Regions from separate parts of the Mus musculus genome. Here region 1 is linked to region 2. A link is a contact called in public Hi-C data. All regions are on one chromosome and are shown on one strand. Each heading gives the region's core, a stretch centred on a gene start, on an enhancer-like site or on the middle of the called end of the contact. The rest is flanking DNA. Distances are from core to core; before and after follow the strand shown.

Region 1 (7,180 bases), core at 3,937-6,436, 58 kb before region 2:
GGCTACATCTGAGAAGATAAATGTCTGGAGTAGAGGTGGATGCTGGGCATGGGCTGACTTCACAACTAGAAAGTAGATTATCTAGGACTTCTAGGATGACTTAAATGTCCAACTTAGCTCAGACCATCGATCTTACTTAATGAAGCCTTCCACACAGTCTTCAGTGCTCCTGTATAGTGGTCTCAGGACTTTCATGTGAGAAGCTGGATTTCATACATAAACATCCTAGAAAACTAGGCAGAAACTATTGTAATTGGCACTGAGAAGTCACATAATGTCACTGATACTGAAGTCAGCACTCAGATTCAAAGAAAGGATACAAAGATTCTGTCTCACAGTGGAAGAAATGTCACTGAATTTTATGGCTGTTTTCTCAGAGACTACTCCAGGATATGTGTGTATGTGTTTGTGTCTCCAAGAAGAACATAGGACAATATTTAGGAATAATGTCTCACTGTAATGAATAACATATGTTTTCTTTCTTTTCTTTCTGTTTTTCTGATCAGGGCACCAAGCTGAACTGGTGGGACTGGGTGACTGGGATGAAGAAAGGACAGACACACAGACAGACACATATACAGAAAAGCTGGGGTCAGGTGGGCCATGTGCACTCTGATGGAGTATCACTGATGACTATTCAACAACCTAGAACCTCAGTGTGCTGTGTGGAGCACAGGGGGAGAAGTTAGCTAGTCCTGGTAGCATGTGTCTGTGGGCCACAGTCTCAGGCTATAAACATCTAGAGGAGGAAGCTGCTGCTCCCAGATGGTTCACACACTGCTAACACTTAACTCAGACTAGAGGGGAAGGCAAAGCCTCTGAGCCTCCTTTTGTCCAGTGAGAGCTGGGGGAAGGTGGAGGATTTGCCATTCCCATAGGTCTGAGGTATTAGGACCTTGACATGGTATGCCCATGTCAACACTATACACTCACTTAGGACTTCATTCCCTCTACACATTTACCCAAGGTTTCCTAGCAACCACGACCAAACTGACCGACCAACCAACCAACCAAATTCCTATTGTATCAGCAGCATCTGTCTTTGTATCAGGTTTTCAGAGCAATGTAGAAAATCCAGTGATATATTTAGTTGCTCTAAGGCCATAGAGACCCTGTTTTACCTGCAGAGACGGTGTTGGGGAAACATTTGCAATTCTAGTTTTTTGAGCAAGTTTTCCACCTGTTTTAGTTAGCGTTTCTATTCCTGCAACAAAACACCATAACAACAACAACAACAACAACAACAACAACAATAACAGCAGCAACAGGGTTTATGAGGATTACACATCACCAAAGGAAGTCAGAACAGGAACTCAAGTAAGGCAGGAACCTGGAGACAGGAACTGATACAGAGCCCATGGAGGGGCTGCTTACTGGTTTGCTTCCCCTAGCTTGCCCAGCCTGCTTTATTACAGAATCCAGGACTCCAGCTCAGGGATAGTACCACATGGGCTGGGCCCTCCCCTTTGATCCCTAATTGAGAAAATGCCTTAAATCCCATGGAGGTATTTCCTCAATGGTGAGTCCTTCCTCTCTGATGACTCTGGCTTGCATCAACTTGACACAATACCTAAGCCAGTACACCACCCTTTTCTTCAACCTTAAGTACTTTCAGTTGAATTAAACGTGGGTCATGTAGAAAATTTCCATTTAATTTTCTTTTAAAAAAATAAGTTTCCATAGGTAGGTGTAATTTCTTTATTTTCTTCATTTATTCAGCTTAAGTTATTCAGGGGCTATGTTTTGGGGCTTAATTGGACAAAACATTAATGACCCTAGTGTTTATGTGAGAGCTGTTCCTGTGAGATTCTATTTTCTGGAGCAGGGGATATACTTATTTGTTAAAACTATTGACCCAGATGAGTTGCTGGAGATTTGTTACTGCCTTGCAGGTGGGGCCCTGGATTAGAGGTTTATAGTAGCCAAGGCCTTTAGCTCCTGAAATTCTGAGTGAGGCCTTTAAACAAAAAAGAGCAAGTCAAGGACAAAGAGTGTGCCCCAACAAACCCAGAGCTGTGAATCACCACTTTGGTAATAATTGGTTACTTAAATGGTCATTACTCAGAGGTGATGAAGGATAGCGATTTAAAAAAAGTCAAACCCTAAAGCTACCTTTTCTGATCTGATCCAATTTTTTCATTGTTTATATTTCCCCTGTGCCTCTCCCCGAATCCATCACATATGGGGAAAAGATAGAATGTGGAATTGGGCAGATGTGAATTGATATTCTGCTCAATTATGTGAATGTTGATGTGTTATTCAAACTTTGGGAGGTAGAAATCCGATCACAATAAAGTAGAAAATAGCTACTGCTGTTGCAAGAATTAAAGAAGCCAGGAAATATACCACCCCCATTACCCAGTCCAACATGAGGGAATAGGGTCCATTGGTTGCTGGGCTGCTTGATACAATCCTTGTATCTGGAGTGTACCAGCCGACATGTACTGAATAGTGGTGCACGATATGTACAGAGAGCATGCCTAGAAGTTCTTGTGGTCTGAGTATTTTTAAGATACATTTACTCTAACCCATTTGGTCTTTCCCCTACCCAAGCAAGCCAAATCATGGTTCAACGGGCATTCCATGGCCTTAAAGTAGGTAAAGATGGGGACATTTTTGCATTTATTAAGCATTGACCACGCACAGCATATTGAGTGCCTCATATTCATTTTTCACTTCTTGTAATGACCTTAATGCAGTGGATATAGTATTGCCTAATCAATTACTCCCAAACACAGTGACTTAATGGAACAACCATTTATATTTTTTTAATTGTCAGCTGGACAGTTCTGATGTGTGCCCAGCTTGGCTGATCCTGCCTGAGCTTGTTCATGTGTCTGTGGTCAACGTGTGGGTTATTTGTGCTGATCAGGTTAAAGTAGCATTAGCTGTCTGGAACATCTCAGGGATGTCGTATCAGCGTACACCAATGTCTCTGACTCTCCTGCAGGTTTAGCCTGAGTTTCTTCTTATGACAGGCAGGTGTCCAAGAAAGAAAAAAAAAATCAAGAATGCTACTGTCCAGGGGTAGAGCAAACCACACAGCCAATCTAAAAGCCGGAGTGGGAGAGCGCCATCCAAGGGAACAGCTCCAGAGAACCATGACTAAACAGAGGCTACTGCAGAGCTTAATCTAGCAGACACTCTCATCCTCCTTCACAAGAAGCGAAGGATGAGAGACGTGCTGCACCTGTTGGTAAGCGCCCTTTCCCTACTGTGTTTCTCTGTGATGTTCTTTCCTGGCCATTTCTTTCTTGGGGATGTTTTATAATTCTCTGTTCTGCTTCTTTTCATTCTCTGTTCTGCTTCTCATTATTTGGTCTGAATTTGAAACTTCATGTCAAATACTTGGGACCAGATGACTTTAACAACAGTTAGCTTAAGGACCTCCAGGGATGATGTTCAGTCAGTAAGGAGGTTCTTGTCTGAGTAAACAAGGGGGGTAAATATCAGCCAAATGGGATGGAGCACAAAGGATAAAAAAATGGGTCGATTTTACATTTCTCTCATTCACTGGCTTCTCTGACTTTGCATGGTCAGCATCTACCTCCTTCTGGATTATAACTTTAAAATCTGAGAAGGGTGAGAGGTCTCTTGATGTTGGCTTGGAACTTGGTAGCTCTTTACCTTGGGTAAAGGAGTGACCTTACTCCAGAAACAAGAACAATAGCACAGGTGTTGCTTCATGGACTAAAGGGGACCTGCTGGCCAAAGAGCTGAGTCCCCTGCAGCCACCAGGATTTGCAGCTGTTGAGCACCTCTTGAGGTCTCAAATGTTGAAGTTTGTTTTTAACACCACAGTCTCCCAGTGTGCTGCCAGGACCACACAGGGAGGCTGGGCAGCAGAAGGCTCTTAATGTATTTTATGGCTTGGTTGAGTACTCCGAACTACACTTATTAATTATGAGATGCTGTTCAGTCAGTGTTGCAATATACACATTTGGCTAATTGATTTGTACAGGCTCATATCGAGCAACATAAAGAATGTGCAGGACCATAAAGCGGGGGACTTTAACTGCTTTCATCCCCTTTGGCTTCTCCAAGAGGGACAAAGACCTTGTGTCCTTCATTGCCTAACGGGGCATCCACAATCATTTAGTGCTCAGGAAATGTCTTGAACGGGATGATGAATGAAAGGATAATTTTGTTTGTTTCTGTGTTTTTTGTTTTTTTTTTGTTTTTTGGTTTTTTTTTTTTTTTTTTTTGCCTCATTTCTCAACTGCACATGACCCTTGGATCGTGAGAAAATAGTACATCTATGGAAATATAGTGATTTCTTCCGAGCGGTTAGTTGATTTTACTGGGAACCTTCTTGATCCTTTGGCAGCCTGATGGTGGTTGGGGGTGTATTGTGGTGGAGAACTATATGAACCCCACCTCCAGAGACAGTGTTCCTTGGCTTGAGATTTTAGAAGGCATGATACCAAATGGCATACTCTTACCTAGGTAGTGACAATGTAAAGGTGGCAACTTCTGAGGGAGAAGTTTGAATGTGCTTCCCACTGAAGACTGACAGTTGCCTTTTCTGACTTTAGCTAGTCCTTTTGACTCTAGCAGTGGCTGTGCCTGCTTCACTGAGATGGCACAGAGCCCGGGCATTGCTACGCAGGTCCTAAGTGATCTCTGCCCTACAACTCCTAGAGGCAGTGGCCTTTTGCAGCTCTAGTGAGCGCCTGGCGCCCTCCCCAGACCAGGCGGCATAGAGCGTCCATCCCTAGACCATATCCAAGGGCAGGGTCCACAGAGACAGCATCCTGGCCCCTCCGCAGGGATGTCGGTTCAAAGGGCGCATCACAGTAGGGTCGCCTGCATCTTTACAGAAGGTCCTCGGGCGATCACTTGGTTGTGGCGCTCGCAGTGCCTCGGGGCTGCAGTTTGGAGAGCCGCAGGGGGGGACGCCAGGCCCTAAGGCTCCCCTGGAGCCTCCCGCATGGGTTCCACCCGCCGGAACCGGCGCCTGACCGAGTCGGATCACGCGAGCGAGCGGCATAGGGGATGGCTGTGGAAAGTTGGGGGCCGGAGCTGCGAGGCGGGGGAGCGCGCAACCCCGCGCCGATGTCCGCGTCTCATGAATATGCACGAGCCACCTCCCTCCCTCCGTGACGTCACGGGCCGTCCCGGGGTGAGCGCTGGAGCCGCTCCGGGTCCGCGCCAGTGAGTGCTGCTGTTGCGGGAGAGCGAGCGACGCGGCGAAGGGCAGCGGAGGCGGTGAGTGAGGGCGGCGGCGGCGGCTCCAGAAGCGCACCCGGCAGCTCCAGGGAGGCGGCGCGGCAGGCACCGGCGGACACCAGCGGACGCCAGCGGACACCGGCAGGCGAGGCCGGCGCGAGCGGTAGGAGGCGGCGGCTGCAGCTCGGTGGCGGCTCAGGCGGCGAGGATGCTGCCGGGGAGGCTGTGCTTGGTGCCGCTCCTGCTGGCGCTGGGCGTAGGGAGCGGCGGCGGCAGTGGAGACGGCGGAGACAGCCGGCGGCGCCGCCTCCTCGTGGCGAAAGGTGGGTGCTGGGGAAGTTTGTTCCTCTTCTGGAAGGAAGCAGGGCGGGCTCGAGGGTGCAGACCCTGGACTTACTCGTCTAACACCCGCCCTTTCTTGTGGCAGCTTCGGCTTCTGCGCGCACCGTCCTCGAAGTGTGCGCCCTAAACTGTGGACCCAAGAGGTTCTCCAGCCCAACCTCTGGGCGGGGTCCAGGCGCCAAGGAGAAGGGGAGGTCTATGGAGTATAGAGAACTTTGGGGGCCCTGTGTGCTGGGGTGGGAGCATCGCGGGGCTTGGCTCAGGGATGCTTTGAGCAAGGCAGGACATGGGCGCTGTAGCGGGGGCTGGGGAGTGGGTGAAGCAGGTGTCTGTCTGCTTCTGCTTTGGGGGCAAGAACCAGGGGCGTCTTCAAAGCAGCGAGACGAGCTGGACTGGCACTCCAGCTTGAGGATGGCGTGGGAACTTGTAGGCTCCTGAAAGCCTTGCCCGCACCCAGGCGCTCCTCCTGCTCCTCCGCAGCGCGGGCTCTGGCTCCCCTGGGAACTCACGCCCTCAAGATGGGCAGAGTCCGGAAGAAGCGCGGGATGTGATGGTTGCTACTGCGGCTCACACTCTGCTTTTCTTCGGAGGACCGAGCCTCCGAGCCTAGAGCTCCTCTCTGGTCTTTATAGTTGATCTTGACCTCTCTAATCCTCTAAGATTCTCCTGAACGCTGGCGTTATCAGGGGAACCTGAAGCCCGCAAGCCCCAGACTTTGACAGCTGTCTGGGAGCGCTGGGAGAAGCGCAGGTTGGGGAGCCTGCATCTGGAGGGCGGGTCTGGAACAGAAGGTCACGCGGTAGCCAAAAGCTGGGAAGCATCGCAGGAGCCCAATTGGGGTGGATGATGGTGGGCTCAGGGAGACTGTAGCAGATTGCAGGATGGAGCGTTTGGCTTAAGTGGTAACTTGTTGATTCTCTGCACTGTTGACGAGGAGGGCGTGCTTTTGATTTCTGCCAGGTGAACGGGTGACATATGGTCCTTGGAATTCTGTCTGGCGATATTTTGAAAACAGAGTTTTTGTCCTTGTTGGAAAAAGATTCCCAAGTAGAGACAGCTTGATTTAGAGGTTTGTTGGCTGAGCTGGTATGAAAAGCACAGCAGCCTGGATCTCTCCGGAGACAGGGCAATTGGGGAAGCAGGCCATTCCATTTGCCTTGTCTGGACTTTGAGAGCGGCCTCTCCTGACATTTGCAAGTGATAAATTTGGGAAAAGAGGTGCTCCTATTCTTTTTAATCTATTGATTTCTGGTGACATAAAATGGAAAAGATTTTATGCACAGGTGTCTTTCTAACACGTACCTCTCCTCTTCCTCAAGGAGTTTCTTTTTCCCTTTCTTTCTTTCTTCCTTTCTTTCTTTCTTTCTTTCTTCCTTTTTTCTTTCTTTCTTTTTTTCTTTTTTTGAGAAGACAGAAAAATTCATCATGAAAATGTCTTTTTAAAAGTGGTATGGTAAAAGGTTGTCTGTATGAAGGGACCAATGTACTATGCTGTTGCTGTTGTTCTGGTGAAAATAAGGATAGAAACCGAGCGTCCGAACAGTCTGTTCTTCCAGTACGGACACTTTGACAGGTAGGCAGATTTCATCCTTTCAGGGGAGCTCACGGTGAGTAAGGATTAGAGAAGGAGTAATTTGGGAAGAGAGCCCCTCCTGTAACACCTTGCTGA
Region 2 (7,061 bases), core at 4,061-6,560:
AGGAATGAGGGATGGAAATATGTTCTAGCAGTGGACATCAGAGACCTTGGTACCACTTAGACATTAGAGGGGCTGCTATGGGCCTACCTGAATTTGGAGGCATTTCTGTGGAAATGCTGTTGGAGTTTGGGCTTTGATGCTCAAGTGAGAGAGTCATCTGTGTTTGATAATGATGGAAGTTCAACCTCACTGTGTCCTCATCAGGGCCAGGGGAAGCTCTCTATGCCAGAGCAGTCCCTCCCGCCTGCTCTGTGCCCTGATTTGTGCCGTTTACTCAGTCTTAAGATAGTCTGAGAGCCAACACAGGTGTCACAGGTGAGGTGTGGTCTAGGTGGGGCCATGATTCACTGTGGGTCCAGTGCTGAAGTTGTAATGCCTACCATAGCATCTCCTCTGGCCACCTTGGCCTCAGGTCAGTGGTGAGCCTCACAGATACTTTTGTATTTACCCAGGGCCCTTCTCTTCCATGGCTGGAGTGGGGTGCCCATCCTGGGTCAAGGCTTGCTTTCTTCTTTGCTCATTCTTCTCTGACAGGTGTGGTCTGCTCCTCCTGCCCTCCTGGCTCCATCTACTCACTCCAGTGTGACTCCCAGTGATAGAGAACCCACTGGTCCATATAGAGCTTGTCCCCATTACCTCTACGTGATAGTTCCCTATCTTCTCTTATTCTCCTTACCCCTGGGGGTGCTTTGGACATATTAGCTTGCCTCCATTCACCCTTACCTCAAGTGAGGTCTCACTCCTGTCCAGGCAGAGTTGGGCACTCTCCTATTCTTTATCTCTAAAAGGAGTATGTGACAGTGAGTTCCAGAGTGCTGATAGATCATAAACTCCCTCCTCCTTCCTGTCAGTCCGTGCCTCTGCCCCCCATCCTGTCAGTTCATAGCAATTCTGAATTGCCTCCTTTCTGAAACACCCTTGCCAGAAACAGTGTAATTCCTGGGAAATGGAATTAGTTGTTTCAAAAGGTGTGATAGGAGCATTTTAGAAGAGTCACTTGGTACAGAAAATGGGAAATAATCTGATCCTCCCATTTTATTTTCTTAATAAACTGACTTCCAAGCTGAAGAGTTGATAGGAGCTATACTTACCCTTGACCTGATAATGGGACGAGCACCCGGGGTCCTCATCCAGAGAAGCCCCATGTGGCTCACATGCATTGGAGAGCTCAAAGCGACTTCGGTATCCACTGTATTGCTGTTTTATCGTTACTATATTTAACATTACTATATTTAGAACACTCAACATTACAATGTTTAGTGTATTTAACATTACTATGTTTTCCATTGTTTTAATCGAAAATCTTTTTTTTATTGTTATTATTCCCCATAACAATGTCATCTAAACGTTCACCAAGGAGCAGTGCTAGTCTTAAATATTGAACCCGAATACCAATAAGTTTGGTCCAGAAGGTAAGGCTGATAATAGCTATGAAGAAGGTCAGCTACCTGTTGTGAGCCCCTGCATGCAAATATGGGCTGGAGGACTCCATGGGATATTAAGGCCAATGCTGATAAAAGAAAAAGCAGCTGTCGAAGCAAATATGCAAACGAGCTTGCAGTTTCAGATGCTCCTGTGAGTCACCCCCTCCTCATTTACCCTGGAGTCCTGAACCTATCTGCTTTAACATGTCTGTCTCTCTCAGAAATGCATCTTTTGCTCAAAATGCAATCATCCTGCAAGGTCAATGGGGCCACCCAACATGGAAAAAAACCTTTACTTTTACTGACATATTATTGGTATATTGATAGTCGTTGCTTAATGAGGCAGCAGAGACTCATTACAGACAGACCCTAGGTGGAAGCCCCAGCTGGGGATCTTAGGGCTCCAACCAAAGATGTGACATAGGTAAGTTAAAAAAAATGATGTCAAAGTCACATGATTTTTCCCAATATGTTTTGGCTTCCATTCTTTGTATACAGCAATAGTTCTCAACCTACCCAAGTTCCTCATGTTGTGGTGACCTCTAACCATAAAATTATCTTCTTATCTTCCTTGCTACTTTATAACTGTAATGTTGCTACTGTTATGAATCATAATATAAATATCTGATATGCAGGATATCTGTCTGAAAGGGGTAGCAATCCACAGGTGGAGAACCACTGCTACACGTGATAGCTTTATAGCTGTGTAAGGTACACTGCTTATGCGTTAATAATCACATGTTAATTTTAATGTATCTTAAAGTATAGCTACCGCACGATGCTCATGATACAAAGTTTCCCTTTACAATGGTTTAAGCGGACAAAACAGGTCTGTCTAAACAAACATTTTAAGTAAAGAATAGTGCAGGTGGCACACAGCACTAGTAGCAAGTATGGAAGTAGTGTGTGAATGATCGTGTTTTGAAAGCAGTTCGCTTTAAGTCATTTAGGTAAAGATGGGCACCGATTTGATGGAAATCCTGCTGAGTACCCATTGTTCTTTTGGGGCGATATATTGCATAATTGGATGTAGTGCTACTTTATATGCAGCTAATTTCAGAGACTAAAACAACCGTATCTATTAAATGCTATTTTATTTGATTAATAAAAATGCTAGATTGTTTTAGGGTTGAATAAATATAAAATGTTAATTGGATATAAAATGCTTATTTATGTGATCATGGGCATTGCCATAAAACGATAAGACAGTTATTACTGTTTAATATTGCTTTAATCAGAAGTGCTCCTGGGAAAGCTAGAAGACAATAAGTGTCTCATCACAGTAGCTCCCTAGGAATGGGAGTGATGAGCAGTTGGGACTGAGCAGGGACATCAGCTGGTGGCAAGCTGTATTTTGGAGGCCGTAGAATTGCTGGATTTAATTGAATATTTATTGTGTGTGCACTGTGTTATGCTCTTCTAGGTCTTGTGAGGAAGTTAGGTTAGATTGTACCAGGTGCGAATGATGGAAATTCAACACTGGCTGAAACAGTTCATAATTTGTGTGGTGAGTGCAATGGAGGCTTGGAGTGCCACCCTGTCTGTAATTGATGTTACAGAAACATAACCATCTCTGTGTAGGTCTGTTCATGAGCTGAGATGGCTTTATGTGACACCTGGGCTGGGAATGTGGTCACCTGTGTGTAGTGATAGCAGAAGATGGTCTCCCACAGGAAGACAACATCCCTGATATCAGAGGCTTGAAGATGGTCATGGGGAGAATGCACCTTGGAGCAAAACTTTTTTGACAAGTGGACATTGTAGAGACAACAATTTTGAAGGGGCTCACAGCATGGAGGTTTGTGCGACAATGAGACATGAGACGCTAGAAACAGGAGCTTTGAGGTGCAGCGAATTGTAAGGATGGAGAGGTGAGACAGAATCATAATGGAATCTTCTGAGAATAAAGAATGGATCCTTCTAGTGGGCAGTCTTCTGCCCGTCTCTCCTGAGAGATGATGGGTTTGAGGAATGGTGGCTGAGGTGCCCTAGCAGGAAGGTCAAGTCAGCTGTGCCAAGCTCACCTGAGCTGGCACTCTCCTGGTGCACTGGCAGCTTCTCTGATGTTCTTCTTTCTTTAGGCGTGACTCTGTGGTATCAAGACCTTATCTTAATGCCTGGCATGCCTTTTCCTGAAGGGATTTTTGCTCCAAAAGTATATACACCAGAATTATACACCCAAAGAAAACCTCATAAACCAGGCTTGCATTTCTTGACTGTTGTTTTGATTAATGGGCACAGCTGTGGGCTTTGTGAACAGTCACCCATGGAGTCTTAATTTAGCATAAACTAGTTATGTTGCTTTGGGTCAGTTGACACCTCTGTTTCCTCATCTGGGCAGTGGAAAGAAATCAGAGAAAGTACATGATGACGGAGTGGTGAGTAGGAGGGTGCCCCACATGGAGATTTGCGAATTGCACGGTGAACTTGTGGAATTAGGGCCAGCCTAGTCTAGTCCATCTGGGTGCTTGCTGCAGTGCTCCTCTGACTTAACCTGCAGGACACCTGTGATGGGATCTTCACATGGTGAAGATGGACAATGTCCCTGTGGTCACACACTCTATAGCCACCCGATTTGGGAGTGGAGAGCAAAGCTCACTCATAGGTTGCTGTGCCTTCCTAGATGGACATGCATCTATCCATAAGCAAGGGCAGCTCACTCGCATGCTTCCGTTTCTGTGGAGCTGGCTCCGTGTCTAGCTACAGCTTTCCTTATTCTGAGAGGGTTTTATTGTTTGCCTCTCATAAAAATCTTGGTAGGCATGACACCCATTTGACAGATGAGGACACTGAGTCTTGAAGCCTTTGTCTGATCTAATTTCTGACTCAGTGCTCACTCTGGAGCCTTTGGCCCCATAGAGGGCAATCCCTTTTTCATTCATCCAAATGTAGACACTTGGTGTGCGGTATTAATGCATTTATTATTCTCATCTGATGTGAGAGTCTAGGATGTAAGCAAACCCCTCAGAAGAATGTGTCCCTTTGTCCCTTTGCTGCCCCTGCCCAGCCCCTGCTCCTGCTTGGTGCTTACATAGCATTTAACCCCAGGTGTATTCTTCCCTCCTGTTTCATATTTTCTGTTTCTTACATCGGCCTCTTGAACTGGCAAGCCTCATGAAGAAATCAATAGCATCTACTGGGATGACAATGGGGGGCTGGCATGATGGCTCAGTGAGTAAAGAGGAATTGTTCCCAGGGATGCACGTGGGAGAATGAGAGAACCCACAGGTTGTCTTCTGACCGCTATGTGGTGTCCTTAACGCATGCTACCCCCTCCCCAACAAACACACACTTACAATAAATATATGAGTGTTAAGATGAAAAGGAGCATCTCCCCCCCTTCTATTTCTCCCACTTCCTCACCCTCTTTAAAATCCCAGTGTTTCTCTTAAATGACTCAGGCCTAAGGCTCAAAGCACGTTGGTTTTGAAGCAAAAGCAAGAGCCATACATCCCTGGTATGATGCCTTTATCTCCCTGGCATTTGCAGGATGATTATCCGAGATGTAGCACCCGCTTACACACAAGCCTCGGGAGCCAGTGGAGGCTTGGAGGATGCTGATTTTGGCTACGCCTTCTGGTTTGCTCTGGCATCATCTGTTAGGCAGGGCCTGTCTGCTGGGAGCATTCAAGGAGGCACCAGAGGAATCACATTTCCTCCTGAGCTCCCAACATCCAATTTTCCCCGAGGGACCTCAAATGACCCCGTCATCCACGAAGAGAGATATTTCTTTGGGAAATTGGTTTCCATTCCCAGCCTCCACACCTCACGGCGTAGCATATTTCCCACACGTCAACTTAAATACGCTGTTGTCTGTTCTCATCTTCTCTTTCTTTCAAGAACCAGTGTGGGCAGACAGGGAGCCTCACATAGCAGGGAGTGCCCAGGGCTCTCTCTCCAGCAGGAACCATATGGTGGCCTCGCAGTGCATCCCATTTCCTCAGCCCACTCTTCCCTTCTTCCTTTGCCTGGGATCTCTAACTTGTCTGCATACTTGGGAATCCCAGCCCAGCGTCTGTGTGCAGAGCTCATCCTGGGTTCTGGTGCTTTGTCTAGTGTGACTATAGTTGAGCCTGGGAGGAGTTTTATTTTTAACATATTGGTTGTTTTATGGCCAGGGTCATGGCCATGGAAAGCGACTGCATTGTTGAGAGGGTTGCACGTCCATCTGCTGTGTTTAAATCTAAAAGCTGGATAGAGACTCTCTAACTGTAGTCTCAGCCTGAAGCCATGCAGAGAGTAGACATGGACTTGGTATAGATGGCATTGTTGTACCTGTATTTTAGACATTTTATTAAAACTTAGATGAACCCAGGTCCATAAGAGTTCTTTGTAACGATATGCTCCTATCATGAACCCTTTGTTATTTATTAACTAAATCCTGATGGACACATGAACTCCAGCCAGGAGTACTAGGGTGAAGCTTTCTTCTAGCCACGTAGACCTCTGCATCCTGTGTGGCATGGATATGACTGATGCTGAAGGTTATAATTATGGTATTCCCTTATTTACAAAAAGCTCTTAGCACATATAGTACCTATCCCCCCCCCCCTCAGATTGCTTATTTTTCATTGAACTAAACTTTAGAGGCATTGTCTTATTAGATGTTGTCTTCTGGATATGTTTCTAGACAGTGTTAAGATGTTACTGTGTGCAGCTGTGTAACACCCCAGTGTGTAAAATGATCACCCTACACTTGTCTGTTCTGCTGTGGATGGGTCTTCACAGTGGCAGCAGTACATACTTATCAGGTAGTGTCACCATTTCTCCAAGCATTTGTTATCATTTTGTCCTCTACCTGGCAGCGTGGAAAGTATCCCTGGTAAACTGAGATCTCACAAATACTGAGTATGGTCAGACTCTGTAGTTTATTTATTTATTTATTTATTTATTTATTTATTTTTGTTGTTGTTGTTGTTCAGTTTGAGTGAATTTATCATGAAGCCTCAGGGTTGTTGCTTTTCAGCTTCTTAGTTGCCACAGTGGCCTGGCATGTATTCATATGTTGTAGCTGACATATCTTCCAGTGTATAAATGCCTGGTCATCTCTATTGCTAGCTTTCTATTGTGTGGTTTATATCTTTGTTTCACACACACATACATACACACAGTACTAACTCTTTGGTCATTTCTCAGCTATTCTTTCATGTAGTGGCTTATACCTTTTCTTCAAATCATCTTTTGATGAACAAAGATTTTTAACTTTAATGAGGAAAGCATATGGCTTCTGGGGGTGGGGACCTTGATGTAAAGTTTAGAATGAGATTACTTCTGATGGTGAGAGTGTCAGACTAGCTTCTTTCTCCAGATGTTATGATGTGTATGAGTGCATGTATATATGTGTGCATATATGCATGCGTGCGTGCATGCATGTGTGTATGCATATGCACTTGTCTGTATGCATGTTTGCATGTGTGTGTATGCCAGTGTACATGTGTGAATGCATGCATGTGTGTGTGTGTGTGTCTGTCTGTCTGTCTGTCTGTCTGTCCTCTGAGTCCTTCAATAACTCCATATGTCTGGCTGTCTGCCTGGCCTGCCCAGTCTGGAGACAGACATATTGTCTTAGGAAAAGTGTTGTCTCTAGGCATCAGCTACGTGGGCAGCCTCTGAGTGGTGAGCTGAGAAGTCTGAAGT

Evidence for each region. A called contact is a pair of places that touch in the nucleus more often than the background predicts.
Region 1: a Hi-C map of cerebral cortex shows a contact between it and region 2, with 2.1 times the contacts expected there. The contact joins the promoter of Clstn2 here to the enhancer-like site in region 2. A contact is called at or near these places in 3 of 484 Hi-C or Micro-C datasets (cerebral cortex, forebrain and olfactory sensory neurons) and 2 of 9 other capture datasets (adipose tissue and liver).

What each region holds. Positions count from the first base shown.
Region 1 is chr9:98,031,173-98,038,352 of GRCm38.p6, reverse strand. It overlaps Clstn2 (calsyntenin 2), which reads left to right and starts at 5,186. Exons shown (of 18, transcript NM_022319.2): 1 at 5,186-5,492. The coding sequence starts at 5,378.
Region 2 is chr9:97,973,205-97,980,265 of GRCm38.p6, reverse strand. All of the region lies in intron 1 of Clstn2 (calsyntenin 2), which reads left to right. Among named protein-coding and RNA genes, the nearest start is that of 4921534H16Rik, 27 kb to the left of the region's middle. Within about 2 kb of position 5,310, at least 10 of the 459 cell types and tissues checked have an H3K27ac peak or open chromatin away from gene starts, as enhancers often do. A contact at or near this core is called in cerebral cortex and olfactory sensory neurons, where this site is marked.